Regions from separate parts of the Drosophila melanogaster genome. Here region 2 is linked to region 1. Evidence: chromatin contacts called from public HiChIP or PLAC-seq data. All regions are on one chromosome and are shown on one strand. The core of a region is the stretch at or near the end of the contact, and the rest is flanking DNA. Distances in the headings are between cores, read along the strand shown. Region 1 holds the start of CG14634. Region 2 holds the start of CG3655.

The links. HiChIP or PLAC-seq counts read pairs in DNA pulled down with a chosen protein or histone mark.
Region 2: a contact with region 1 is called in a Psq HiChIP or PLAC-seq map of the Kc167 cell line, with 5 times the contacts expected there. The contact joins the promoter of CG3655 here to the promoter of CG14634 in region 1.

The regions. Positions count from the first base shown.
Region 1 is chrX:858,002-865,074 of dm6, forward strand. CG14634 reads left to right here and starts at 4,607. Exons shown (of 2, transcript NM_001042790.2): 1 at 4,607-4,657; 2 at 4,735-5,199. The coding sequence starts at 4,791. The coding sequence ends at 5,072. All of the region lies in intron 3 of CG43867, which reads right to left.
Region 2 is chrX:1,131,107-1,138,179 of dm6, forward strand. It overlaps CG3655, which reads right to left and starts at 3,790. Exons shown (of 5, transcript NM_001103392.2): 1 at 3,079-3,790.

The DNA of each region.
Region 1 (7,073 bases), core at 3,357-5,856:
TTGTTGTGGCCATAAAAAGAAATAGTTATTAGGGCGACCTGTCTGTCCGGCAAGGAGATGTGCTAGGGAACAGCAGGAGCAGCAGGAGCAGCAGGAGCTGCGGCAGGGGCTGAAGCACCCTCCTTAGAAAGATTATTATTATTATTGCTATTACTACTATTAGAGCCAGTGTGCAGCTCTTTCTGCTGGCACTGTATAACATTTATTGTTATTTTCATGCACTTCCTTTGTTTCCCTTTCTGGCAACTGCAGCTGTGTGGAGAAGTTGATGCAGTCGAATCTACAGATTCTCTGACCGAAAGAGTTCTCTTCCCAGCAGATACCCTTAGTTAAATGCAAGATTTAGTAAATCTTGTATTCTTTTTTGCGGCTTTAATCATTCATTGGAAGAATGCAGCAAGCTGATTCGTAGAACTTCACTGGCCTATCTTACTATCATTTGAACACCATATCCTCAGACCTATTTCTACTTCATCCCTAGATTTCCCCTATCCCCTCGGTGTTGTCATTCTTCCGCCTCGATTGTTTTGCTTTAGACCTCGGAGTCCTTACTGTTGTGTAGCTAAATTAGCTAAATTGCTTATGGCAAACTCACGTAGCGAATGCTGTCATGACCCCACCACCCACCACCCACCGCCCACTGCCCACAAACGGGCAAAAGTGAAGAGGGTTGGTGGGTGTGCGTGGAGTGAACTCCATTTCAGCTTCTGCTTCGGTTGAGGCTGCGTCTTTCATGGGTATATTGGATTTTTAGCTGGCTTTTGTAATTGTTAATCACAGAAAGTTTAACATCCCCCGCCCAGCATCTGCTGTTTTGTTTTTAGCACCAGCGTTGTTCCAAATGCCGCTGTGCGATTTTTGTTTTCATGGTCGATTTGGTTGTGGCTTCTCACGGCGATGAGTTGGGTAGCAAATAACTTGCACTGCTTTTGCCACACCGCCCCCCCATCATCATCGTTCCGGCGCCCCAACTGCTTTTTGCGTACGTGCAGGTGAACGCATAATTAGGGAAATTCCTTTGTTGTTCGGATTGGGGGCTGCGAAATCCGACGGGAATGGGCGACCACGCTCACTGGAGATAAATCGCCGTCTGTGAACTCCAAATCGTATTAAAATATCCTAGCCTAAAGATTTTTTTTTTCGCAGTGCATGGATAAACAAGTTTTCGCCGAGCGAGTCTAAGTCTTGCAGCGAAAAACCTCATTTGTTTACACTCCCATTGAATCAAAGCGAACATTTAATACCGACGAAAGCCCTGTTTCCAATCAACAGAATCCAATACCATTCGTCTCACATTTCCGAGGACTGGCGGACCAACGTACCAAAAAGATCCCCAGGACCCACCTGAAACACAAAATGGCAGAATAGCAGACGAGTAAAGGCAGGAAAATCAATGTGTATCTTTGTGGGCTGCTGAAACGGTTAACAAGTCGTATGAGTAATTTTACGAGGGCCGAAAAGAAACTTTTTATGCCGAGCCCCAAAGATATCCTCCAAATACCAAATGTGCGCCGCACACACAGCATTTTTATTTGCGCACGCATAAAATGCCATTTCTAATTTACGATCTTCGATGGGATGGGACGGGTCGGGACTTTCCCGGGCTGTTTATGATGAATTTTCGTTATTTTCGTTATTTTCTTTTGCTTTATTGTTATGGTTCTTTGTTTGCTGTGTTGCTGATTGCAGTCCCGCACCCCACTCAATCCACTTTCGATTTGCACTGCACACCAAAAATTATGCAATAAAAGCCAAGGGAGAAGGAGCCGGAAAAGCCATAGAAAAGAAAGCCACGAAAGATTTCCCTCTAATTAGATGAACATAAAAGCACCAGATGTAGATTCGTTGCTTGGAAAGCAGGAACAAAATTAATGACGTGGAAATTGGGCAAACACGCATCGAATGTCTGTTCGCTCATACTCGCATTGTTTTTTGTTTTTGCGTGTATTCACGGATACTTAATTCGTTTTCCTTGGTTTAATTGGATAGCTTTTGATGTCTGTGAAAATGTTTTGATGCCAACGGAAGAAGGAACTAGCATAACTTCTGCACTGACAGTAGAATACAATATAATTTAACGGTGAAGAAAACATTTACACCAAATCATTATTTAATTTTTCTGCCACCTACACTCCACCTAATTCTCTGCGCGCAAACAGTTCGCAAAATGTCTGTTTGCATTTCGTTAAATCAATTTAATGAACCCAAAACACAGAATTTTTCACGCTTCAATATGCCGAAAATTTGTCAATTGAGCCCACCCTCGATCTCCTCACTCTCCGCCTCCACCAATCCCATCTAAATTTCAAGCAGCATATTTTTAAGGGAGAACGTGGTCACTGGAGGGGGGGGGATGAATGGGGCTGTGCGCATGCTGCATACATAAATCAATTTCAATTAACGTTAATTAAATACGCATCAAGTGGGCATGACCACAAAGCAAAATACAGGGGCGGCTGCCAAAAAGGGGGTGAATTCTTGTTGTCAGGGTGCTTACCAGAAAAAAAAGGGGCGGGGGGGGGGGGGGTAAGGCTGGTGGGTGGTAAGTGGGTAGCAGGCCGGACAAAAAAGGAGATTGAAGCGCCGAGTGAGAATTGCAGATTGGCATAGAAACCGAAAAGCCCCGCAAAGTATGCTCTGCAAATTGAAAATGAAAATGGAACACCGTGAGTGGGCAGGGGTGGCTATCTGTCTATGTGGATATCTGGCCGGTATCCACCCACCACCCACTTTTGCACGCGTCTATTTTGTGGTTATGCGCTTGGCTTGTCACGAACCATGAAACCAGAGCCAACTACATGCGAAACATGCAAAAAATTTGGCAACAAAAAAAAAGCGGGTCCAAAGGAGATTATGGAACTAGCAGATACCCTATTCATAACCAATAGCTTGTGTAGCAAAGATTTAACCGGGTCCTGCTTTCTTCGCTATAACAAATTTATAGCGAAGTTTTAAGCTGGGCAAACTCTTTCCGAGCTTCCGGAAAAGATCACGTTTTTTCGTTCATCTCAAGTCGGAACAAGTCCCATCTCCATAAGCACCCCAAACACACACACACACATGCGCAGATAAACGAACACTGCAAATGGGAACTTCGAAATATACAGTTCTGAAACCGCAATGATGGGGTTGACCATGTGAGAAGGACGAGCCCCAATGCACAGTCCTAGAAATCCAGGGCCATGGGAACGAAACTCCCACCAGAACAGACACATCACTTTTAGAATTACACGAGTAACAATGCCAGTCAGTTCACCCCAACCCCCCCCCCCCCTTCCGTACGTTTTTCTGGTTTATTTTCCCCTTTTAGCCTTACTCTGCGTTTTTCCGTTATGGGCCTGCAAATGACATTGATATTTTTCCAGTTTGCCATATTCGCGAATTCGGGGAAATGCGGAAAAGTGAGTAGAGTAAACATTTAGATTGAAAAGGCTGTACTCTTGATATTAGAGATTCGCAACTTTTTTCACGGGATTTTGTGTACATTAAATTTATTTGGCTTAAGTCAAGAGAAACATGTGTATCGCTTCACTTAGAATGAAGTGAATTAAACAGGAAATCCGCTGTGACTTGTGTGACATCATGGCAACTGCTTTCCCTTTCGGCACTTTCACCAATTTCACCAATTACCCCGCATCCTGTGGGTTGTTATCGCCGTACAAATACTTTGCCCACGTAAATCATTCATAAAAGTATAAATGTAAAGCAAAGTAAAGGGGATGGGGTTGTTCTTTTCGGCTTTTGTATTCAGTTTCAACTTTCGTATAATTACAAAACTCATTAGTGCAGAAACTTTTTGGTCGTCGACCCTTGGAAAGTATGCACTGCTAATTGAAATTGAAGTTGTTAGAGACGGAGGACGCTGGTCGCAGCATTTTTGCCAAGTCGGATAAGCAAACAGACCCCAGCAGACCATAGAAAACTCACCCTCTCATCTGAGGAGCTGGCCATATAGAAGGTTCTCTGGACTTCTGGAGACCGTAGAACATGCTGTTGGTCTTTTAGCCCAAGCGCAGTGCCTTGAGGATCAGCGAATTTTTTTTCTAAATGCAGACCGTGGAGTGTCCCATTGCGGGGTCTCCGCTTGCCACCTCCCTTCGCAGAAGTTCAGCATCCGTTCAAATGAACACCTTCAGCCGAAGCAGGTGCTGGATGGCTTATGGCATTGCGCTGGCATTGGCATCGAAGATCTCCTCGCTACACGTCCATCTCGTCTTTCACAGCCACCATCATCGGCTTTGATGTGAGTGTCGCATGGCTCACTCTTTAAATTCAATACGAAACTGGTGTGAAACCCGCGCTCTGCGCCTGATTTGCATTCGCAAATTGGTAATACAATAGGTAGTCGTCGGCTGCCGTTTTTCCCTCCCCTCCAACCGCCGAAACCCGATAGTCCTGATAGCGTGCACTATATACTGATTGGAGTGCGGGGCATTTGTGAAATTAACATAAGTGACACCATTTTGCATAATGGGAGTCTCCGAAAACAATTGTTGGGGGGCACCAGTCTAGTCCGATTCCGGGGAACACAACTGTACCCACAACAAACCCGCCGGCTATAAAAGCAGACAGCTCTGGGTTGCACTGCCTCAGTGGGAAGCTCTCCTTTCAGCTAAAAGCTGCGGGCGGCACAACATAAATAAAAGGGCCCTAACAGGTGGGAACTAAACCATCAGGTGATGGGTAACTTGACTTTGGCCTGGAAATTCTTTTATTGACTGCTGACGAAATCAGCCTGGCACATTCCCCCATCTTCGGCACTTCTACTTATTATTTCTAGCCACAGAAATATGTGCTTTCTCTTCCCACTTGGCTGCTGCGGCTGCTCCTCATCGAAGCCTTGCCAAAAGAATGGAAAGCAGCGGCAAGTGCAGCACCAGCCGGACGTCCTGGGGAACGTGATATCCACGGAGCCAGGCTACTTCAACCAGGTGACCATCAGCCAGCCATCGCTACCCAGCATGAGCCCCAGTTCAGTGTCACTGCCCCACCGAATAGTCACGTCTAGCACCTTGAGCTCCTGGGACGGCGAAGTCTGGTGGCCCAAAAGGGACTCCATCGAGGATTACTAATCCATAGTATCTTAGCAGAATTGATTAGCGTATCGCTGCACTACATAAATGTACGACTTACAAAGATGTTTGTCAAAAACTCTTATATTTAATGAAACTACCGACTCTGTTTTTAGTTCTCACAAAGAGTGTACCTATTATTTCTTTTCTCTGGCCACAAAAACCAAAAGCACAAGAAGACAATTCTTTTTCGCCTCCGCGAGTCGCACGTAGCCCCTGTTGGAGTATGCATTTTTAAAATGAAATTACTCCACGTTTTGCGGGAGACAGAGGTAAAGGATTCTTGTGGTTAAGACTGTGTAATAAAAATTTGATTAGCTGCTTGTTTAACTTTAATTAAGTTGATTTCGCACACACACTGAACATAGGAAAGTTAATCAAATATTTAGCAGGACCTCTTTGCCGTTTTCCCGTACGAGTGCCGCAGGGTTAAATTCTGTTTGGGCTGGGCGTATATTAACATTTTGGCTAAGCAAACTGGCGCAAGCAAACAAACAAATGCCAGAATATTCATGATGATCATTAACACACAGGACGCACAGGACACACAGCAGAAGAGAGCTAGCTTCCAGGATATGCAGTCCAGGAGCAGCCTGTGACGCCTGCGAACAAATTTGCACAGCCTTCGGGCGGGAGTTTAAGGACCCGAATACGTCTGCAGGCTCCACATTATGTCCTTGGCAAAGTGCTTCAACCTAAGCCATTAGGGGTAACTTTGCCAAGATGTCATTAAAATAAAAATCGAGAGCGTGTTAAATGATTTACAAAAAGGGCGGTGGAGCGAATGGGGAAAAACAATTTCGTGGCTCTTCCAGTTCATGTCGGTGGTTTAGACTCTTGGCTGCTCCACACCACAAGCCATTTTTGTATTTTATGCTTTTTATGACTTTTCAATAAGTTTTCCCCCAAGACGAGCGGGAAAACTTTTCTTCTCGACCCATTAAAGAAGGCATGTTTAGTATCGATAAGTTGCAGTGTGAAGGAGAGCATGTGCTAGAGCTTGTAGGAATTCAAGTTAATGCAAAACAATTTCCATAATAAGATAACCCCAACGCAGTTTTGCAGTTTTACAAATGCATCTACAATCCTGTTCCATTTGCACAAAAGCGTGAGCTCGTTTACAGTTTTCAGAAATTGAAACAGAAGAACTGCTCAAATGCACGAGAAATGGCATTCGACTCTTTAAGTTATTGCCTTCTTTCAATTAAGACATTCTCGACAGAGATATTGAGATTCGGTCCGTTCGGTGCGGATTGAGCTCAGTTTTCGAGTAATTCCGGGAGATCTGGGATTGGATTCGTTTCCAGCTAATCGTTGGCCATTAGACGCCAATGACACTTTTATGCCACTTTAATAAACTTCACAAGCTAACAAGCTTATGAAAGGGGGAAGCGACACTTTTGTACGGCAAAAGTTTTCGCACGTTGCGACAAATGTCTTGAGCTGCAATCGTCCCGGGAGGTTTGTACTTCCCACAAGTTCGAATTCGGGAAGGCAGGTTGACGGGGGTGAACAGGGACATGTACATACTCGTACATTTGGACGGATACTGATATCAACAATCATTCCACTAGTCCGCACTACCCCGTGAAGACTTGTAATAACATAAGCAAGTGAAATGCATAAATAAACATTTGAGGGCAACGGCAGTTTTTCGCCCGCCCCAAACCGTTGCCTTTGTGAATTGATACAAATCGTTCAATAATCACGCAATTGCATTTTATTTCCTTCGAGGAACAGCAATGGAGGGGGCGAGACATGGAAGTGCGGGAAAATGTCCTTGCAACGTCCCCTTGGGGTTAAGCGAGCTCCTCGGTGGGGTAGTTGCGTTTTTGCGTTTCACATTTTATAAATGTCGCACGGTCGCACTGAACCAGATCTGCGCATATCAAAGCAAAGAAGAGCCATTAAAGGTAATTGGACCTGCAGTGCATAAAGTCAAAAGGAACAATAACCAGCAGGGGTAGATAGACAGCAAACTCATGGCTGGCATCTCTCAAA
Region 2 (7,073 bases), core at 2,540-5,039, 270 kb after region 1:
TTTCGTGTGGCACGATGTGAGAAGGAGCTGCGGATCCGCTACCATTTTATATATAGAATTGCAATAATGGGAACAGAGCGAGCAGAAGGCAGCCAAAGACTTGACGAATTCGACGATTGTTGAAATGTACCGATTATTCCGATAGCACTTTAATGGTAGAAATTTGTGGTTTGTAAAAAAAGATTTCCCAGATATATCAATATCGGTTAAAATTAAGCTAATAATACAAATCTAAAGCTGACGTCTAAATGATGTGTCCTTAATTCCTAAATAACATTTTTATTCCGATGGTTACTTGTTCTCTTCTTAAGTAATTACTTATAAAAACAAAGAAAAGTAATCGCTAGTGCTAAGCTAACCTCCGATTGATTAATCCATTGTTTGCAGTTGAATATGAACGTAAACTGCGGCAAATTAACAGTTCACGGATTGCCCAATTAATCAAGAGCGAGAAGATTTAAGTGCAGCTCCGGATTCGGATTTTTGCCTTTCGTATTCCCTTTCATTCAGTGGAGACGTGAATGCGATTTCATCATTTCATTAGTCGAATATGGAAGCCTTAACGAGGGGAAAGTGCAAATTTCGCGGTGCCCCGGGATCTACTTACTCTCTCCGCTGGCAAATAAGTACATTTTTACACACACGCCCGCCGATCGACTAATTAAACAAAAATAAAAAAACAAACTTTGATGTATTTTTGATTTGATTTGATTTGATTATTTTCCAGCCCTTCGGTCCCTGCCAATTTTAGATTGATGTCTTTGTAAGGGCAAAAAACATGTCGAATGATTTTTTGGATTTCTTCTTTGATATCCAATATGCGTAGTTAACGGTGGCGGCAGCTGTTGTTAATGAGCTCCACTGTACCCCCCATTTGATTCAAATATCTCGCATTTCAGCGGCAGAGGTTCGTGACTTTTTTGGACGTCGAATGGAGGGCTCCATGTCATATCCGCATAATTAATTTGCATTTGGGCTACAATTTCGCAGATCCGCGTAATTTGAGGCGACTCACTTGCAACATCTATGAAAAGAATGGACTGAGTGATTGGAAAGCACAGAGAAATTGGGCTAGCACACTCATTCAATTTGGCTCGAATAATAACTAGCATATTAAATGTTTGCCATTACTTGGCAAAATATTTCTTGTGCCTTCCACATCACATAATGGATGGTGTTGGATTTTAAACAATGACATTGCGTAAGTAAATACTGCATCACATGAAACGGACAATATTCGTGTTACTGTTTATATAAGTATTAATACATTCTGATTCCATAACTTCCCCATTTGAAATGATTTGACCAAGCACAGATAATGATGACAACCCTGTCATCGGTCATCGGGAAAAAAAAGAAATGAAACGAAACATAACAAAACGAATGGTTAAGCCAAAGAGCAAATATTGTTCAAAACGAGAAAAAAACCCATTGGATGAAAGAGCGGGAAGGAGGAAAATGTTTATGGAGGTGGGATGGATATCATCAACCTGAGAGGTGTCCAACCAGAGTTCTAATCAAAATATCGAACGCTGGTTGCGAAATGCGAAAATGGGAAAAAACTGAAGTCGATGAAGATGGCATAGTGAAAGGACGCCCAAAAGCAAAACGAAACGAAACAAAGCAGAGCTGAGCCACAAAAAAAAGTAGCAACTAAATTTGTGGAACCGTTATTATCATGTCGTGTTCGCCCCATCTCCCTCTCCACCTCTTGCTATCTCTCTTGCACTGTATCTGCCTCTGTCTTTTGACCAGGTCGATTATGAAAGATTCATTTTGCATTAGTGATTGTGCTTTTTGGTGCGGTGTTTAGCTATTTGTTTGTATTAAAAACCATCGTTTTACCATTTTGTAGCTTTTACACATTTTTTCTTTTTTGGTCTTTCCTGTTCGGCGATTCGATTCGTTTGCATTAATCCAATTTGTTGTTGCTGCCGGCGAGTTGTTGTTATTCAGTGAGTGAGAAGGTGTTTATGTGTGTGCCTAAGTGCGGGTGCTAATTCAATTAACGGCATTAAACGAGGCAGCTCACTAATATCGATATTTCAGCATAATTGTCTATCGAACTAATTTTATTGAATCGAGTAAAACTCGTGACAAATACATTTTACTTTTAATACACCAAATAAAAGAATTTGTCTATTGATTAAAGAGCAAAAATATTCCTTATTAATCGTCTGCGACCTACGAGGAACTTTCGTGGGAGTAAGCCAAAATATAGTTAAATACGAAATAAACAAGCTTGAGGAGGTATTTACATATTTCCCCAAAAAATTAGTGTCTCGTGTTAAGTGCTCATGTTCCCCCGGCAAGCGGAAAGAATAAAATATAATAAAATAGTAGTTGGTACAGTCTTAAATAAAGAAAAATAAAACCGAGCAGAATCGAGAGCGAAAGGCAGCTTTCCTGCCGTTGCTCGACCGAGCAAAGTGCAATGCCAACCGCATTTTTATTTATTTTTCATGGCGCCCAGCATATTTACATACATACCTAGAAAGATATGCGCATGGCCCCCGTTCATTTTCCTCCTTCTCCGCCTCGTTCATCGTTCTTTTCTTTATAGCTCATTATGTCAGTCTGAATGGTCGGTCACCAACTATTGGAAATGACTTTTTGCGCCCCTTCCCAAACGCTTTTTCCTCAAATCGCCAACAAATGGATCAGTGGAGCACCATGGGAAAAGTAGAAAACTGAACTGAGGATGACAATTAACTATTTCTATGTTCTGCAACTTTCGATTTTACTTTTGAAAAGGAAAGAACGGACAAGAGAGAGAGCAAGTGTGAAATGCGATCAGAAGTGGAATTAGTAGAGGCGTGCAAGGCCCGTGTACTACATTTCTAGCCCTCCTCTTTCTTGGGTGTAATTTCAAATGAATTAATAACAATTTTACAAGGAATCGATACGATTCTCTTTCGCATTTCCTTTTTTACACTGTGTGCAATAACAAAAGGGTTCCTTTCTCTCGTAAAACATAAAAAGCATTCAACAATTGGAAAACGGCTGCGCCTGCGCCATCTCGCTCGCACCCACGCAAACGGAAGGCCAAAGAGAGAACATTTCACTTATTTGACTTACCTCCTCCTTCTCCTTTGACCACTTTCCAGAGAGCCAGAGAACAGCTGCCTGGTCGATCCTCCTCTCTTCTGGTGCGTGTGCGCAACAACAAGAAGATATGGAATACTGGAAGCCTGTGCTGCTGCTTCTTCCTTTTCTTCTCTTTTGATGCTGCTCTTTAGTTGTTGTTTCTGCTGGGAATCCGGTTTTTTTTTCAATTTCTTTCAACTTGCTATTTATTATTTCTTCTTTCTTATTCGCCTCTCCTCTCTTTCTCTAGTTGTTGTATTTTCCAAAATTCAAACAGCACACATCCATCCACTCGAAAAAAATGTATTGACTTCGGTATTACAACAAAAAGCGGCACTTAAATTATTCCCTTCTGGGTTTCTTCTCGTATCAAACGATTGATCGTCGAGATAAAAAATGATTATAAACATTCACCAACACACGAGCGCGCTCGAAAGAGAGAGCGATAATAAGCACGTGAAAACGGAGCCTCCTTTTGCTAGCTTCTATCCTTCTATCCTCTTTGTCCTTGGGGCGAGCCACTAGTTTCAAAACTCCTGCATTTTCGCGGTCATCAAATATTCCGGCGGGTACAATCACCACAAATCGAGAATCAAATACTGGCAAATGGTCAGCACAATCGCAAGTCCCGAATCGTAAATCGCAAATTTCAGCCACGGAGCGACGCACAACCGCGCGCATTAAAAAATTTTGTCGACTGAAGCCAGACGTGTTTTTCGTTGTGACGGCACCGGTTTTCTGCCGCTGCAGTCGAACATCGAACGCGTTCGAACTTGGCAACATGTTCGAAGTCGTGTGTTTGCCGACTTTTGCTGGGCAAGCAACCCGATGGTGTTGTCCAATCGAACACCTTGGCGCTAGGAAATAATCATATCGAGAGAAAAATCGAGTTTATACTTTGTCTATATATTTTTGTAACAAAAGAGATTTTGCTGCCAGATGAACCGCTTTGTATAAAATAAGCAGCCATATCATCTGTAATCCGTATCATCTGTAGTTTGCAGAGCAACCAGTGTTATGACAGCTTGAAAAGCGACAGATAGCCAGGAGTTCGATAGCCGTCGTGCCATCACTCTGCTCCAAGCGCCTTGTTGTTGCTCGTCGCAACGGCAGACGCGTGCGCAGGCGTAGCGGCCGGTTTCAAGCGCAACAGTTTGGTTAGTGCGGAGTGGTCGGGAGTCGCGAGGCGACGAACATGTTCGCTGCTCTGGGAATCTATGTATGTTAAGTTAACATTTGATTTTGGCCACAGCTATTAATTATTGGCCAAGGCACAATGCAACAAATCGAAAACAAATAGTTCGATATATGAACATGCCTATAATGGATATGACTTCAGAATGGGGGTGCGAGCGGGATGGCGCTAGCTTCGAGTGCGTAGCGAGAATTTTAATTAGTTTGATCATTTTTTTTTTTAAGCAAAAGTATTTTTCATTTGATGTTCATTCTCGATCCAAGTGAACGCAATGATTAAATTACACCGTAATCACCAAACCGATGCGTCAATATACACGATATATAGTGTTTCTACAACTTTGAGGGTATATAATATGCGGATTGAATATTCTCTCCTTCTCTTCGCCTTTTGCACTTGACTTTGAAACACTACGCGTACTGGTTTCCATAAATGTTGTGTAATTAAGCGCGCATTGCATCCCAATTGGCTGTTAAATTTGAATGCGGCTGAAACGAGACTACAACACTGTTCGCCGACCTTCGAGGGGAGGCCCCAGCACCAACTGCTGCCCCCCAAGGTCAAGGTCAACCTGGCCAACCGCCAATAGCTTCGTTTTGCGTATGGAGTTCTTTGTTGCGTTTTTGTTTGACCTGCTCTTCACTTGAGCAGCCTCAAGTGTGTAAAGCAAAAGTGCGCAATGTCGAGCATCAACGTTTTGGAAGCAAGTTTCGATATATGCTTGAACGTATGTACATATGTACCATCTATACTCTATATTTGCCAATCGCTTGTTAGCCACTAAATGTTTTGCTCGCCAACTTTCGTTTCACTTTAATTCACTTTCCCGATCAGTCATCAGATCCAAAGAACATATTTCAACATATTAATGTTGATTTCCCTCTCGCATGTCCCACGTTAAGTGGAGCCCAAAATGTCAATAATATTTGCCAGTTAGTCACTGGATGAGCGCCAAAGCCTCAGGCAAGTGAGCCCTACACAGCCTGGGTCCTTTGCTTTTGGCCAGGTGAAAATTTAGAAAGATCATTATGCCGGCAATTACCTTTATGAGGATGTCGCTTTTTCGCTCTCGCTCTCGCTCTCGCTCTCGCTTTCCTATTAATCCTTATCTGCACTTTGCAAGCCCTTCATTGACAGTTATAATTACTTTAATGATGATTTCAGCTTCAGTTGACTTGCGGTGGAAAATGAGGGGAAACGTGGGCAAAATCGCGTGGAAATTCGAGGGGCGAAATGGGAATGGGTGCTGCAGTGTCTTTGTTTGTGAGCGCTTAAAATGCAATTATGCATTTCGGATCGAAAAGTGGCAGCAGGACTTTCGTTGGCTGGCTGAAAAATAAATTAAATTGCAATGCGCTGGCAAATCGAATTAAACAGTGTAAAAAGAACAACAAGTGCCACGCAAACATGCAAAACAAAAACAAAAGCAAAAATGCGGAAAACAAAAGGACATTGCTGGAACACCAAGCTTTTCCCCGGTGGCAGAGCCATCCAATTGAATATATTAATGCAAATTAACCCATTAATGTCTGCCAATTTCAGGCAGCAAAGGGGACTTAATCTGAAAAGAGCTGGAAGAAGCAAACTGACCATTATCCCAAGGGAACTCGGGGCTGAGAAAATTAAAGCTGTTCCGCACATCGCATGTAGTTGTATTTTATTTCGGGCAGCCAATTCAATTGCAGTAAATAAAAGCCTGGTGTTTAACTCGGAATCCTTTTACTCAAGTATCACTTTGGTTTTTTCCTAGAATTTTCCAGCTCTCTCTCTCTCTCTCTCATCCTGCTGTAATTGCCCAGCCCGGGAATGGCTGTGGAAAAGGAATGCGTCTCTACGCGAAATCCCTTGGCACGATGCCTACAATTATTCAATTAAAAAAATGTCACCCACTGTTGTGCCGCCCACAACTTTTGGCCAAGCAAATTTAGAGGGGTTACGAATGGGCGTGGCTGACAACAATGTTGGCAGCTGCATGGAAAACTTGGGAAACTTTTTAAGTGACTTCTAATAGCGAATTATAATGCAGCCAGCGGAGAGGATAAGACAAGGGTTAAGGAAAATGGTCCGAGAAGGCGGCCGCTTTTCAATGCACGGCAATGGGCGGCATAAGTGGGCGTGGAAATAGAGGAGCTGCGAAAAGTTCAGGTCTAAAACTTGACAACGACAACTTCATTGAGGAGTGGCAAGGCAAGTGCGGGTGGAAAATAAGTGGCAAAGTCGGGGGATGTGGAAACCGCACACATGTCGCAGCGATAGACCGAGCTGGAAGATGCACTAGCCTAAGACCGGAAGTGTGGGAGAAATTTTAACAAAGTTAGTTAGTTTCTTCCTTCCTGGCTGACTTGCTGCTCTGCTCGACTCTCAGATACACTAAATTCATATATCACGACGACTTCAAGGTATCTTATTGCATTTTGTTCGCAAAACAGCCCCAATGATCGTCAATCTATCAGATATTATTATATTACATAAGACAGCTTTAGTTGCCTACTTCTGTCGTTGAGGAATGATTAAAATTCTAAATTTTGCACGACTTTCTGTTAGTGGATGTGTGATGGCTCTCCCTGGCAATATCGTCTTCATTTTACCCCAAAATCTACGCTTCCCCGATTTCGGAGACCGCAAAAAGTTGCTCGTTTTAATGAATTATGCGTACATTGATAATAATTTCCTGGTTAGCATCTGAGTCAAGTGCCATCCTCCGTCTCTGTTCGCCCAGTTATGGCCTTTTTGGCAATAACCAGGAGAGCAACACGACCCCGCCCACTTTCCACTTTCCACCTTTCCTTTC